2 separate regions of the Mus musculus genome follow, and region 2 is linked to region 1. The links are chromatin contacts, called in public Micro-C maps. All regions are on one chromosome and are shown on one strand. The core of a region is the stretch at or near the end of the contact, and the rest is flanking DNA. Distances in the headings are between cores, read along the strand shown.

Evidence for each region. A called contact is a pair of places that touch in the nucleus more often than the background predicts.
Region 2: a contact with region 1 is called in a Micro-C map of the G1E-ER4 cell line. The contact joins two enhancer-like sites. A contact is called at or near these places in 2 of 484 Hi-C or Micro-C datasets (both in the G1E-ER4 cell line), 2 of 115 datasets of contacts at active chromatin or transcription factors (cardiomyocytes and extraembryonic endoderm stem cells) and 1 of 9 other capture datasets (liver).

Annotation. Positions count from the first base shown.
Region 1 is chr7:67,982,901-67,989,215 of GRCm38.p6, reverse strand. All of the region lies in intron 1 of Igf1r (insulin-like growth factor I receptor), which reads right to left. Among named protein-coding and RNA genes, the nearest start is that of Igf1r, 34 kb to the right of the region's middle. Within about 2 kb of position 3,540, at least 60 of the 459 cell types and tissues checked have an H3K27ac peak or open chromatin away from gene starts, as enhancers often do. A contact at or near this core is called in the G1E-ER4 cell line, where this site is marked.
Region 2 is chr7:68,160,258-68,166,572 of GRCm38.p6, reverse strand. Igf1r (insulin-like growth factor I receptor) reads right to left here. Exons shown (of 21, transcript NM_010513.2): 3 at 1,268-1,580. Among named protein-coding and RNA genes, the nearest start is that of Gm51487, 6.2 kb to the right of the region's middle. Within about 2 kb of position 2,227, at least 42 of the 459 cell types and tissues checked have an H3K27ac peak or open chromatin away from gene starts, as enhancers often do. A contact at or near this core is called in the G1E-ER4 cell line, where this site is marked.

The DNA of each region.
Region 1 (6,315 bases), core at 2,291-4,790:
TACTAAGTCTTGTCCTGCCGCATGCACTTGGTACCACAAGCACATCAAGGTCAACACTCACTGCCCATCGTCAACACCACCTCTATGCCTGCTGTTCTCTGCTCAGTCTCAGACAGGACCAATAGTGATGGGCCCCTGAGCCAGCCGCAGCTCACACAGACCTCAAGGATGCTGGCACGGGATCAGCCAGGAGGGCTGGAGGTGAGCATAGGAAGCTGTGAGGACCACCCAGCCCCAGTAAGGAAACACCAAAGCCAAGCTCCATGTGAGCCTCAAGTTCTTCCATCAAAGCTGGGGGCAAACAGCACACAGGGCAAAGGGATATCTGACCCTGGAAACTAAAGAGTAGGGTCTCCTAGCGTATGTCTACCCAGCCTCCCCTCACCCTGAATCTCTCTTGATGCTGGATAACGAGTTTGTTCCGTCCCCAGTGTCCTCACCATCAATGATATGCTCCTCTATGAAGCATTGAACAGAAAATAACAGGCTTGAGGCTCAGAAGATGGCTCAGTGAGTAAAGCGCTTGCTGCAAAACCTGAGTGCTTCGGTCTGATCCACAGCACCCATGGAATAAAGCCAGGCAGGAGTGACACGCAATTATAGCCCCAGTGCTGGGGACCCAAGGCTTGCTAGCCAGAGAGCGAATCTGAACTGATGAGCTCCGGGTGCCCTAAGAAACCCCGTCTCTTAAGTTATGGTAAAGCAGAGGTTGAGGAAGACTCAACCTCTGGCCCCCATCCACATGCTAACACGTGTGCACAAAACCACGCATGAACACACATGTATTCATAACACACAGAGAAAGAGAGAAAACAGGTTCACACTAACACTACAGTTAAACGGTAGGGCCAATGACCAAAGGTAACACAGCAGGTATGTGCTGTGGGAAAGAACTCTGAGATAAAGGCTTGGTTCCTTGAGTAGATCCTCGTTTGGAGCGTATTTTTACCAGAGCTTCGTACTAAACAGGTGTTTCCCAAATGTCACTGGAGGCTCCTGTTCTCGCCTTCATCTCACGTTAAGGTTTCCGGGGTATGGGGTACGCCTCTCGCAATGAGAAGAATGTAAAATAAGATGTTTTTCACTTACTGAACTTACAGGAAGAAATTACAGATCTAACAGTACCATTCTTGGGCATGGTGTCGGGGCCGCAGCAGTTCTCTTCCGGTGGGTGCACACAGCCATTTGGGAGGACACATCCATCGGTCATTCCCCACGCCCACTCTCCTGATTCATTTTAGCTTCTCTTCCACGGATGCCATTCTCGCACAGGTTGGATGAAAAGGAAGGCACACTTGACAGTATCCCAAAGGATCTGACTTATAAAAACCCAAATCCTTTTTAAAGACATTGCAAGGGAACACGGCAGTTACAAAGAATGGGGACTGTGCAGCTGGCTTCTGTGAGCTTCATCCTGGGATCAATGTCAACACACCTGAAGGGAGGTACTTTGGCAGGGCCGTTCCCACAACACAGTGGGACGAGAAACATGTCGGCTCTGCTCCTTAAGCCTCATATTTCCCCTTAATCCTATGAACGCCATTAGACAAATTCAAACTAAGGGACATAAAACCTGGCCAGTGCTCCTTAAAACTATCACCATGGCCAAGGAGGACAGAGAGCTAAAACACTGTCACAGGCTCAGAGATGGCCGAGAGGACGTAACAGCTAAAGGTAACATGGAGAGGTGTCCTGCAGGAGACCTCTGCCAGCAAAGTAGCAATGCCCTGGAGAGAGCTCAAAGGAAGACGCCGAGTTCAGCTCACTCACAGGCTGTGGTGACATAGGGTGCTGGCAGAGAAGGCAGTTACAGTGTACAGGAGAACGCTGTGCTACCAAAACACTCTTTCTGTAAGCCCCACTCTGTTCTAAAAGAAAGTCTACTTAAGAAGGCAGAGCAAGGAGGCTTGTGTGCACAGGAGAGCAGGCCTCAAGGACAGCAATGATGATGTCCTTTTTTTTTAAAAAGAAATATCATTATTCTCTCTCTGCAGTTTCCTTCTCGACACCCCCTGCGTGGACACTGACCAACTGGCAGCTCCCTCCGCAGAGCGGCAGGGAGAGGAGAGGGCAGGCCACCACTCTCAACTCTGTGATTCCGTACTGCTCGCTTTAACTCAGGAGCACGCGGCTGTATTCCTCGTAACACTCAAAGCCAATTCAAGAACAAAGATCATCCTACTGGAGGAAGAGAGCCAAGACACATTAATTTGAAAAATTACAAAACATAAATTTGTTCTTAAATAGAGCAGGACACAGCATGCTTGCTCTGCATAAAGACGTATTGTAAAGCCTGCCTTCTGGGAGCAGCAGAGATGGAGGAAGAGTTGGAGGAAGAGGAGGAGCAGCAGGGGGCTTGGTGTTCTTACTACCTTCTGTTTAAGTACTTTACCACCGTATTTTTTCAATAACCGTCATCATCAAAACGATCACGAATCTTTATAATTTATTACTTGCCTCTTCCACCTCCTTAACCCCCAAACCTCACCCAATGGAGCCAACAGGAATTTTGGAACTCTGCTTCTAAAGCCAGGATATGCGATGTTCCTTCTGCCCTAGTTTCCTGGTCATGAGGATGAGCACAAGGGATATAACTGCCCTCCAGGGTGGCCTGTCCTTCGCTCACACTGCTGGCTGGTAGCAGCATCTACGAAACATGGTCCGCTCTCAGTACCTGCACTACCACCTGTCGAAGCATCCAGAAAGGCCCATGTGATGTGTCATGTGCTCAACAGCCCCCATCCGCAGTGGCAGAGAGCACTAGGGAACAAGCCTGCCTTCTGAGTCGTCAAAGGAGGCAGCCCTTCTGGATACGGTCTAATCCTTTAACATTTCCTGATTAATCAATCAGCTGATTACAAATCCCCGGAGCCTCAACCACAGCGTGTAAAAATCTAATACAACCAACCAAAGCTGCTCTCCTTGACAGGGATACAAGAAAGGATACGCACTGTAAGCCATGCAGAGAGCGCAACAGCACAATGAAGATGAAGAATGGCTCTTCCATTGTTGCTTTTAAGATCAAGTGATTTCATTTCACTAACATTGATTTCTGCTGGGTGATTTAATTTCCCTAACACTGACTGAGCTTCTGTTTACTTGATGCGAACATCTGGGCAGCGAACACTCTCACCCACCCTGCAGAGGAGGAGCTGGCCTGTGAGGCTGTCCGGTCGGCACGGACGGGAGAACCAAGCACAGTTGGCGAAAGGGGAACCCCCAGAGTTGATCTACAGTTCTTTCTAAGGTCCTGGATCCCCTGGGACATCTCATAAAAGCTTCACCCTTTCTCCTAACATGTACAAGGCATTAATATCACACTGGAAAGGTCTGTGTGACCTTCAGGCTGTAAGCATCTGTGATGCCATTTTCCATATGAGTAAACTGACACCAGGAGTGAGAGTATCTAAGTTCTCCCACTAACCAGCAGGGGAGTGGCAAAACAAAACAACCCTGATCTCCCGACAACAGACAGAGGGACACAGGTTATCAGTGACCCACTGAAAAGGCTGTGAAGCCACCTGAGGCTTCACATCCACATGCTCCCCAGAAGTCCTTTATCCTGACACCTATCTTCGGGGATGCCAGCCTTCGAGCCTCACCTCAGGGCCATGGGGCCCCAGCCTCTCTCTCCTGAATGTGAGCGGTGATGACTACTGGAATGGGGTCGACCAGGTAAGCTAGGACTACACACTTGTTATTCTCTGCCCCAAGGGCCTGAGAATGCTGGGTGCTGAGTGAATACTGGCCAGCGGGGCTAACTGCTGTCCACACAGAGGAGCATTCTCCTCTCAACTCCTCCTTCCCAAACCCTCAGGTTTCCGCCCGTTTACACCGACAAAAATTTGAAATACTGGACTCACGGTTGGGCTCACTCACAAGCATGTGTGGATGTTTTGCTCAATTCCCAACACCACAGAAAGGGGGAGGGTAGAGAAAGGGGAGATTACAAAATAAGTAACATGGCAGTTCCTCAAAAATCTACAAGTAGAGCTACCATATGACCCCACCACATCTGGAGATACACCCCGCCCCCCAAAGCCTCAAAGCAGAAACTTGAAAAGCTATTGTTATGTCATGCTTATAGGAACATTACTGATAAGCACCAATCTGGGGAGCCACCCAAGCACCCCAAAGATAAGTGGGTAAGCATTAACTGCCATGTGTAGGAATGTGGCACAGGCCCACTGTTTACTGGAGTATCACTCCAACTCACAACAAAGCTCTCACACAAAGGGTGGGCCCTGAGAACAGTACACAGAGAAAAGTAAGACAGACACAAAAGGCAAAGACTATGACTCCACTTCTCTGAGGTGACTAAGTGCAGTCTTAGAGACACAAAGAATGGTGGCTGCCAGGACAAATGATGGACAGACAGACGGACAGAAGGAAGGAGGAACTGGTGTTACTGGAGGTTCTGTCTGAGAAACTGATAAAAGCCCTGGAGATGGGTGGGGGTATATGCAATGTACTCTAAGCTACTGGACTTTGCACTTCAAAACGACGCAACATAGATGCGACGTTGGCAGCCTGCATATTGCTTAGCACACACAAAGCCCTGGGTTCAGTTCCCAGCGCCATTTAAACAAAGTATCACTCACCTACAATCTTAAAGGGAAGTGAAAGATAATGATAAATTGTTACCATTTAAAAACCAAATTAAGTTTTAAGCCAGGCATCCTGGTCCACCGCAGAAGGAGGAGGATTAGAAGTTTGAGGCTCACTCAAGCTCTCACCTTTCTTATTCTCTAGCTCTCCTCCTCTCTTTCCCTTCCCCCCTCTCTCCACTTGGCCATGGCCGCCCTCTCTCTTTCTACCTTCTCTTTTTCTCTCTGCCTTTCTACAATAAAGCTCTAAAACCATTAAAAAAAAAAAAAGTTTGAGGCTTTCCAGTGAAGGTCTCCAAAAACTCCAAAGAAAACTCAAATGTTAATGAAACATCAAAATAAACTCACACCTGAATAGTACCTTCCCCTGTTACTCTAAAGTAAGGCTGTAGGCAGTTTTAGACTCTAGGAGTTGCCCTATCATCTAAGGAAGCCATAGCTCCAAGACTTGGATCAGCCTGAGGAGGGGAGCCCCACCAATATAACCACCGCGAACACCTCATACATACACCTCACACATACTGTCTTCCAGTCACTTTGGTGAAGTGAGTTGGGGAAGCATCTTTAGCGAGACAATGGACAACAATCCGCAGATACAGACTCTAGATAAGCCACTGTGGGGCAGGGGCTTGTAGCTGAGCTCCTGAGAAAGAAGTATCCAACTGGGTATGAAGGAACCTGTAGGCAGATGTCAACTCCACGGAAACCGCTGTACCATATCTAGAGGCCATCCTTTGGCTAGTTACACCTCATAGGGGACACAGAGGGGCCAATTCCAGGAGCGACAGAACTCAACATTGCTGGGCCTCGTCTACCAGCCAACATTTCTACAGATTTCTCAGAAATCATGTGATCACTGTTCTTAAAAGTCAATAGTTCAAATTGAAAATTAAATACAATTTTGAAACGCTAGGAACCAATATTGAGAAATCCAATGCTCTAGGCAAGAGTATGGAACGGGAGAGAAATGTTAACTACGCTCACTCTGGTTTACATTTAGCTTTGTAATTTGATTCCTCATGACATGTGGTCTTGGAAATTATTAAGATGAATTTGCAATTCTCAAATTATGTTAACAAATGGCATGCAATCACAAGCAGAGAGGCAGGACAAAAATCAAAACTACGAAAAAAGTCAGTATAGGGTCGATCTCATATTCGAAGAAACAATTCATGGAAACACCACTTCTCTTTGGTTAACAAAATTCACACTTAAATTCCTTAATCAAGAGTGATGTATCGTTATCTAACTTTAAACATCTTTAGGTTGCTTAGCTCGTGTTTAATACCTAACACAATGTAATGCTACGTAAATAGTCCTTACTCTATACAGTTCAGGAACTGACACAGAGAATGTCTGTGCTGTTCATAAAGATGTACTTTTTAAAAAGAATTATCTCAGTCTGACGTTAGTAGAATGTGCCATTGTAGAAGCAGTGGGTGCAGAGGGCTGACTGTATATGGTTCTAATAAAACGAGGTCAAACTTCTCATAAAGGATAGCAAATACCTAATGTTATTTGCTCAAATCATAGCCACCAAGGACGAGCATTGGACAGATTGAGAAGCCAGACTGCCAACAACCACAAACTCTCCTGGCGCACAGAGGGAAGGTTTCCGCTCCTCCAGTATCTCCAAACTGCAACACTGCAACATCCCAACAACCAAATTCACCTAGCTTTAACAAAGAGAGAAACAAAGGTCCCGTGG
Region 2 (6,315 bases), core at 978-3,477, 180 kb before region 1:
GTAACCGAGAGTTGACTAACAGAGACTGCCAACACATGAATAAAAAAATGGCAGACTTATTTTTAGTAGACTGTATTATACAATTCTGAGTCATTGTAGTCCCTGGCTTACCAAATCATTTAAAAATATTTGATCTTTTCCTTTTTACTGTGATAATGGTGCAGAAATTAAACAGGTAGGAATTTACTTTTCATCTTAGTATTATGAAAGAAAATGTAATCTTTGGTTTGATCCAGCAGTCAGCTTACAGTTAGAGACATCTCCAAATACTATAGCAGCAATGGAATTTCTTTTTGAAGATGTACTGAACATCTTTTATAGAGAGTGACTGTAGCAAAACTATACATTTTATATACTTACAGAATTGTTAGCAATGCTGGAGACTGGACCTAGGTCCTTCTATGTGCCAGAGATTGGATCTAGGACCTTCTACAAGGTGGGGACTGGATCCAGGGCATCTCACAAGTGTGGGCAGTATTCAGAACTTCCTAGTTGTATTTTCAGAGGCTCAGAAATGTGTATGTGTGTACAGTACCGGAGGCAGGGAATGAATTACAATGGAACCTTCCCCCAAAGTCCTCTGCTCTGTTCAGGGGAGGAAACAACAACCTCAGACCTCTGACTGTCCTGTGTTTCCAGAGTTATAAAATCCTGTCTTCACGAACATCACCCATGACGAGTTTGTGGAAGTACAGCTTGTTCAGTCAGAAACAGCTCTGCTTCCACAGTGAAGCCTCAGAGTCCAGGAAGGAAAACCAGAGGCCACAAAGATGGTGGAAGGCTTAGAGAAAGGAGGTTCTGGCAGAAAACATGGCAGATCAGACTACTAGTTCATGCCCAGAGCCCAGGCTTGCAATGAGACATGGGAGACCTGTTTCCAGGCCTCATGAATGCTGGTGAGGGTTGTCTTCACTCTCTCTCAGACTGAGAGGCAAAGCTTTCACTGGCCTAGAGTAGCAAGCTGGGAAGGAGTATCTGTAGTTAAAGTCTCCACCGCTCATGCTTCAGCTTTGCAGGTGCACGGGGAGCAAGGCTCGGGAGCACCTGGCCAGCAAGCTAATTCTTACGCTCTAGTGCTAGCAAGGCACCCTCAAAGTTTAGAAATAAAAAAGCAAGCTGAAACAGACCCACCACTCCAAGATTCGCATTAAAACAAGCTCAGCCATCACCCTCTGACAGACCCATCTGGGTGAACCCCTGGGAGGTCCTACACTTAGGGGCTATGCAGCAGAGAACCCTCCTGGGCCTAGGGACAAGAGCCGCTGACCTCTGGGTGCTGTTGCGGATGAAGCCTGAGGGACACTCCTGCATGCACTCATCGTCGTGGATAACGAAGCCATCCGAGTCACTGCTCTCAGCGTTGGGGATGTTGGCGCAGAAATCGCGATCCACACAGCGCCAGCCCTCGAACCTGTAGGTGCCAGGCGGGCAGGCAGGCACACACACGCCTTTGTAGTAGTAGTGTCTGCAGGCCACGCAGGTTGTGTTGTCGTCCGGTGTGTGGCAGCTGCCCAGGCACTCCGGGTGGCAGCACTCGTTGTTCTCGGTGCAGGCTCGCTTCCCGCACACACTTGGGCACACTGTGAGGACAGAGGGAGAGAGGGTGGTAAGGATGATGGGCTACACAGCCTCCCCTGGGTCATCCGCTGCCACCACCAGCGTGGCGTACCGGAGACTGGCTAGAAAAGCACACCTCCTCTGAAATCTGCGTAGATCTTACCGTCTGTGAATTCCACTTGGGTAAAGACACAACCCAACCCAAGTCCATTCTCTCCTTTAGACTCCTGGTTTGCTATGGGATGAGCCATTAACATTTAACACCCATGGACTCTTCAAAATGCAGTGGCCACACCCATTAAAAGGGAGCCCATGGTACTGGTGAACAGAGAGAAATACAGACAATATGGGCCTCTAGGACTATACAAGGCACTGTGCTCCTCAGCTCTCCTTCTGTATGAGAATTCCATTCTAAGACCCCAGTGGATGCCTGAACCACGCACAGAACACTGGCCTGTGCACACCCCCTTCTCCCTCATGCATACAAAGTGATGAAGAGAGGAGGCATAACAAGTACGGTGGTTTGAAGGAGAAATGTCCTACACAGGTTCATGGATGTGAACACCAGGCCGGTGGTGGTGGTCTGTTTGGGAAGGTTACAGAGCCTTTAGCAGGGAGCTGGAGGAAGTCCTTTGCTGGGGGTAGAGTTTGTTTGGGGTTTTACAGCCTGGCCCACTTCTCTATTTCCTGTGTGTGGGTGGAATGCGATCACTTTGTGTTTCCTGCCTGACAAGACTAAAGCCATTCCTTCCCCCCTCCCCCCGGCCACCACAAGGACTCTGTCCCCTCTAGGACTGTACACCAAGATAAACCTCTATCTCTGGCTCCATTTTTCTGTCAAGGTATTTTATCACAGCAACAGGAAAGTTCCAAATAAAACAGGGAACTAGTCAAAACCTCTAGGTTACTGCAGCAAATGTTAACCATACCCTTTACAAAAGCACTGCGTGACTGTGGCCTCTCTCTTCTCAAACTCCAGAAAAAGAAATCCAGGCTACGGAGGGACTACTCTTTGCCATGGGCACAGAAGTAATTATGGTCTCTAAAGAGGAACAAGCTACAATCGAAGTGCCCAGTGCTTATAGAAGGTCTTTGGTAATGCCCGCATCTGCAACGTCTCTTCACAACACAACCTTCAGATCACAAGCAAGCTGCTGGACGGTACAGGATGGTAGTACACAGGGTTTCTGTACCCAGGGGCCACCTGCTATAAGCCTTGTTAAGTTAAAGGCCAGGTCCAGTAATCACAGATCTAAAATCACACCCTGAACAGGTACTCTGCTATGCACTTCTGTAAATATGTCATGATGAACACACGCCTATGATCCTTACTTGTGAACAACATATAAAACAAACAAACAAACAAACAAACAAACAAATCTGGCTAACAGTACATGTACCCAATTGGGGGAAGGGATTGTTTGGAAATACTACAGAACTACATAAATATGTATATTTTAACTGTGATGTACCAAAGAGTCAAGATTCCATGTTTTATTAAAAAAAAAAAAAACTACTCTAAAACCAAAACTAAGCCAAATAAGCCCCAGTAACCACAGGTTAACATAAAGAACACACAAGTTCATCTGCACCCAAAACAGCCGCTTTGTCAACCCTTCATGACGTGGTCTTTCCCGGGTTCTTCCTGTGCACAGGTGTATGACTACACATACCTGAATGTTAAACCTTGGACTACGGAGAAAGCACTGGATAGACTTGGAGTGGATACCACCATACAGCAATCTCGCTACGTCTCACCGTTACAGCTGTGCCCCAGCATCAAACGCGCCCTCCATGCCCACACATTACTGTTCCATGAGTACGGCCATCTTTGTGGGCACCTCTGCACGCCACTGGGATCAGTTTTCAGAACTGACTGCACGGAGTCAGTATGTGCTCTGGAGCCTTACACCAGTCTGTCTACACAGCTCTAAGTCACATCCAAGAATTCCTGTGTCACTGCCCTTAAAAACAGTTAAATCAGCAGCATGACCCAGTAAGGAGACCGGAGTTCTCGTGACACTGCCAAATCGACATAATCTTGCATTTGACTCTAAAGTCATCCCTCCACAGAAACATCGGGGCATTTCCCCTCCCTGGTTATCTCCCCCTGTAGGAGTTTTAGGTGTTCTGCTGGGTATGCTCTTTGGCTCCAAGGCCTCCTAGCCTCCACTGTGGCTAGAGCGTGGCTGCTCTGTGTTTGAAGTTCGTTCATCCCATGGGCTATAAAGCAAAAGTTTTACTAGAGCTTCCTGGAACACTCCTTTAAAAATACAGTGTGTGTCTCCTTTTTTCTTGCTGGCTGAAACATAGAAATGATGCACAGATATTCACGCAGCCATCTCAGATGGAACATGAGGCAACATAGTGAGTTCAACTTGGCCTCTCAAGATGGCTGGTGTCTCTAGACCAGTGGTTCTCAGCCTGTGGGTCGTGATCCTCTTGAGGGGTGACATATCAGACACCATGGGTATCAGATACGTACATTATGATTCATAATAGTACCAAAGTTATAATTATGAAGTAGCAACAAAATAATTTTATGGTTGGGGTCACCACAACATAAGGAACTGTATTAAATAGTCACAGCATGAAGAAGGCTGAAACCACTGCTCTAGACTAACACTGCAGCTGCTGACCTTTGAACTTCTTCAGGTGAAGAGAAACCAACTTTTATCTATGCAACTGAACCATCCACACAGAAGACCTATCTTCAGAGCCACACACAAGTGAAGACGGAAAGCCTTCTCAGCTGGTTTATGACCTTCATTTATTATAACTAGCTTCAGGCTGTTTTTGGACACCCATTCTAGCTCAGGAACAAGCAGAAGTTAATTATCTCTGGTCACACCAAAAAACAAACAAACAAACAAACAAAAAACATAAAACAACAACAAAAACACCAAAAATCAAACCAAACAAACAAAAACCTGCAGGAGCCCCTAATATCAGAATTCAGACACTGTCTACCACAGCAATTACCTCAAAGACAGTAAAATGGAGTTCACTGATTTAACAGCCTACCATGTTTTTAGCTTCACACACTACCACTGATTCTTTTTTCACTCAAACACATCAATATATGACACAGTTGAAGATGATAGTCTGATGACTTAATTAAACATATGCACTGCACGGGTTACATCAAGGTTTGGGGTCTAAATGAGCACTGAAGTTATTTGTGTTAATTTTTTTTTTTTTAAATCTGTCAATGACAGAAGTCAACGATCTGTTGGCATTTACGTACCCACCCAGAATTTACTGGATAAACGCTGCACCTGTGTGCCAGGCAACTGGACATCCTGTACAATTGTACGGTGGCAGTCCCTGACCTCAAGGAAAGGATACCACACCAGGGAAGCAGGAAAGACCACGCACAGGGTGTTCCTAGTACTGTGGGTTCCTGGAAGGGTCTTCAGAGACAGTGAGATTGGCACTGAAAAAGGAAGGCCGATGGGGAGGGGCATCAGGACCACCCGTCACAGAGGTCCTCAGATGTAAATACAGGCTGAGATGTTGCTGGAAACAAAATGGACCAGCTCAGGGAGGTACCACAGGCACACCGATTGACGGACAGCAGGAAATCACCCTGCTTTAGGCAAGGGTTAGGTTCTCACACTAGAAAGGTCAGCATGCTGTATAGCGAAGGCATGATAACCAGAGTGGGCAGAAGGGCAGAAGAACAGCCAGAGGAGAGGAATCTGCTACTGATTACACTGTCCATCTATGGCTCACACAGATACATAAAGTTCAATGTAACTCGCTAAAGGCTCCCTGGTGCAGCTGTCCCAGCCATCCGCCAACACCATTGCTCTGTGATTCGTTAGCTCGACGTTATCAGCAGAGATTATCAATGAGGACTAGATGCCAACTTTGGAGCCCTTTACTTACTTACATAGGAAAGAAAATGATACATCACAATAGATGATGAAGTCAAATAGCTACATAGTAGTCAAAGCCCATACCATATAAAAGCAGGGGGAAATAACCTTGTACACTGTCTTGAATCAGTTACCCCCCAAATGCAAATGCTACATCTTTCCAGGATGAGAAAGAGAAATAGAAATCCTTGACAAAGGATTTGCTAAATTTGAGACATGTTGAGCCCTGTTCCAGGCCTGTGATGGGAACTTCTTCTCAACTAAGAACCATAAAGTTAAAAACACTGTCTTTACAGATAGAACGGTTCTTTTAAGGCATATACCAGATCCATGAGTCCCTTAACACTCAGTGATGCCAACTGTGAACAAATGCGCATCTGATATTCTGTGGGTGGAAGAGGACAAAAAAGGGGTATGCAGAGAGGGAGAGAGAAGATGGAGGAAGGCCGACCTGCTTGCTAGGGGACTGACTCTAGAGATCTGTGTGTGGCTACAGGGAGGAAAGGGGTGTGGCTCTCTCTCCAGCACAGAGGATTCCAGGAGGAAGCAGGAGAACGCAGGGCTGGGATTAGACAGTCCTGGAGCCAGCTTCAGAAGCCTGCTGTAAATTTTGTCTCATCTCGATGTATATAAATATTATTAGTGTTCAGGACTATTAAGGGATTTCTTGAAAAGCCCCGGGCAGTGCGTCTCGCCAGCAGATGGATGGCTGCTCTCCATGAGTGCCAAAACTTAAAATTTAGTGCAGTAACCAAATTTCCAATTACAGCACCATGGGGGGAAAGGAGGGGACCTCCCCCGCCACTCCAGAGGAGGGGCACACAGGCATGGTTAAAGGGCAGTCCAACCTTAAAAAGAGGAAACGGAAGCTGTGAAC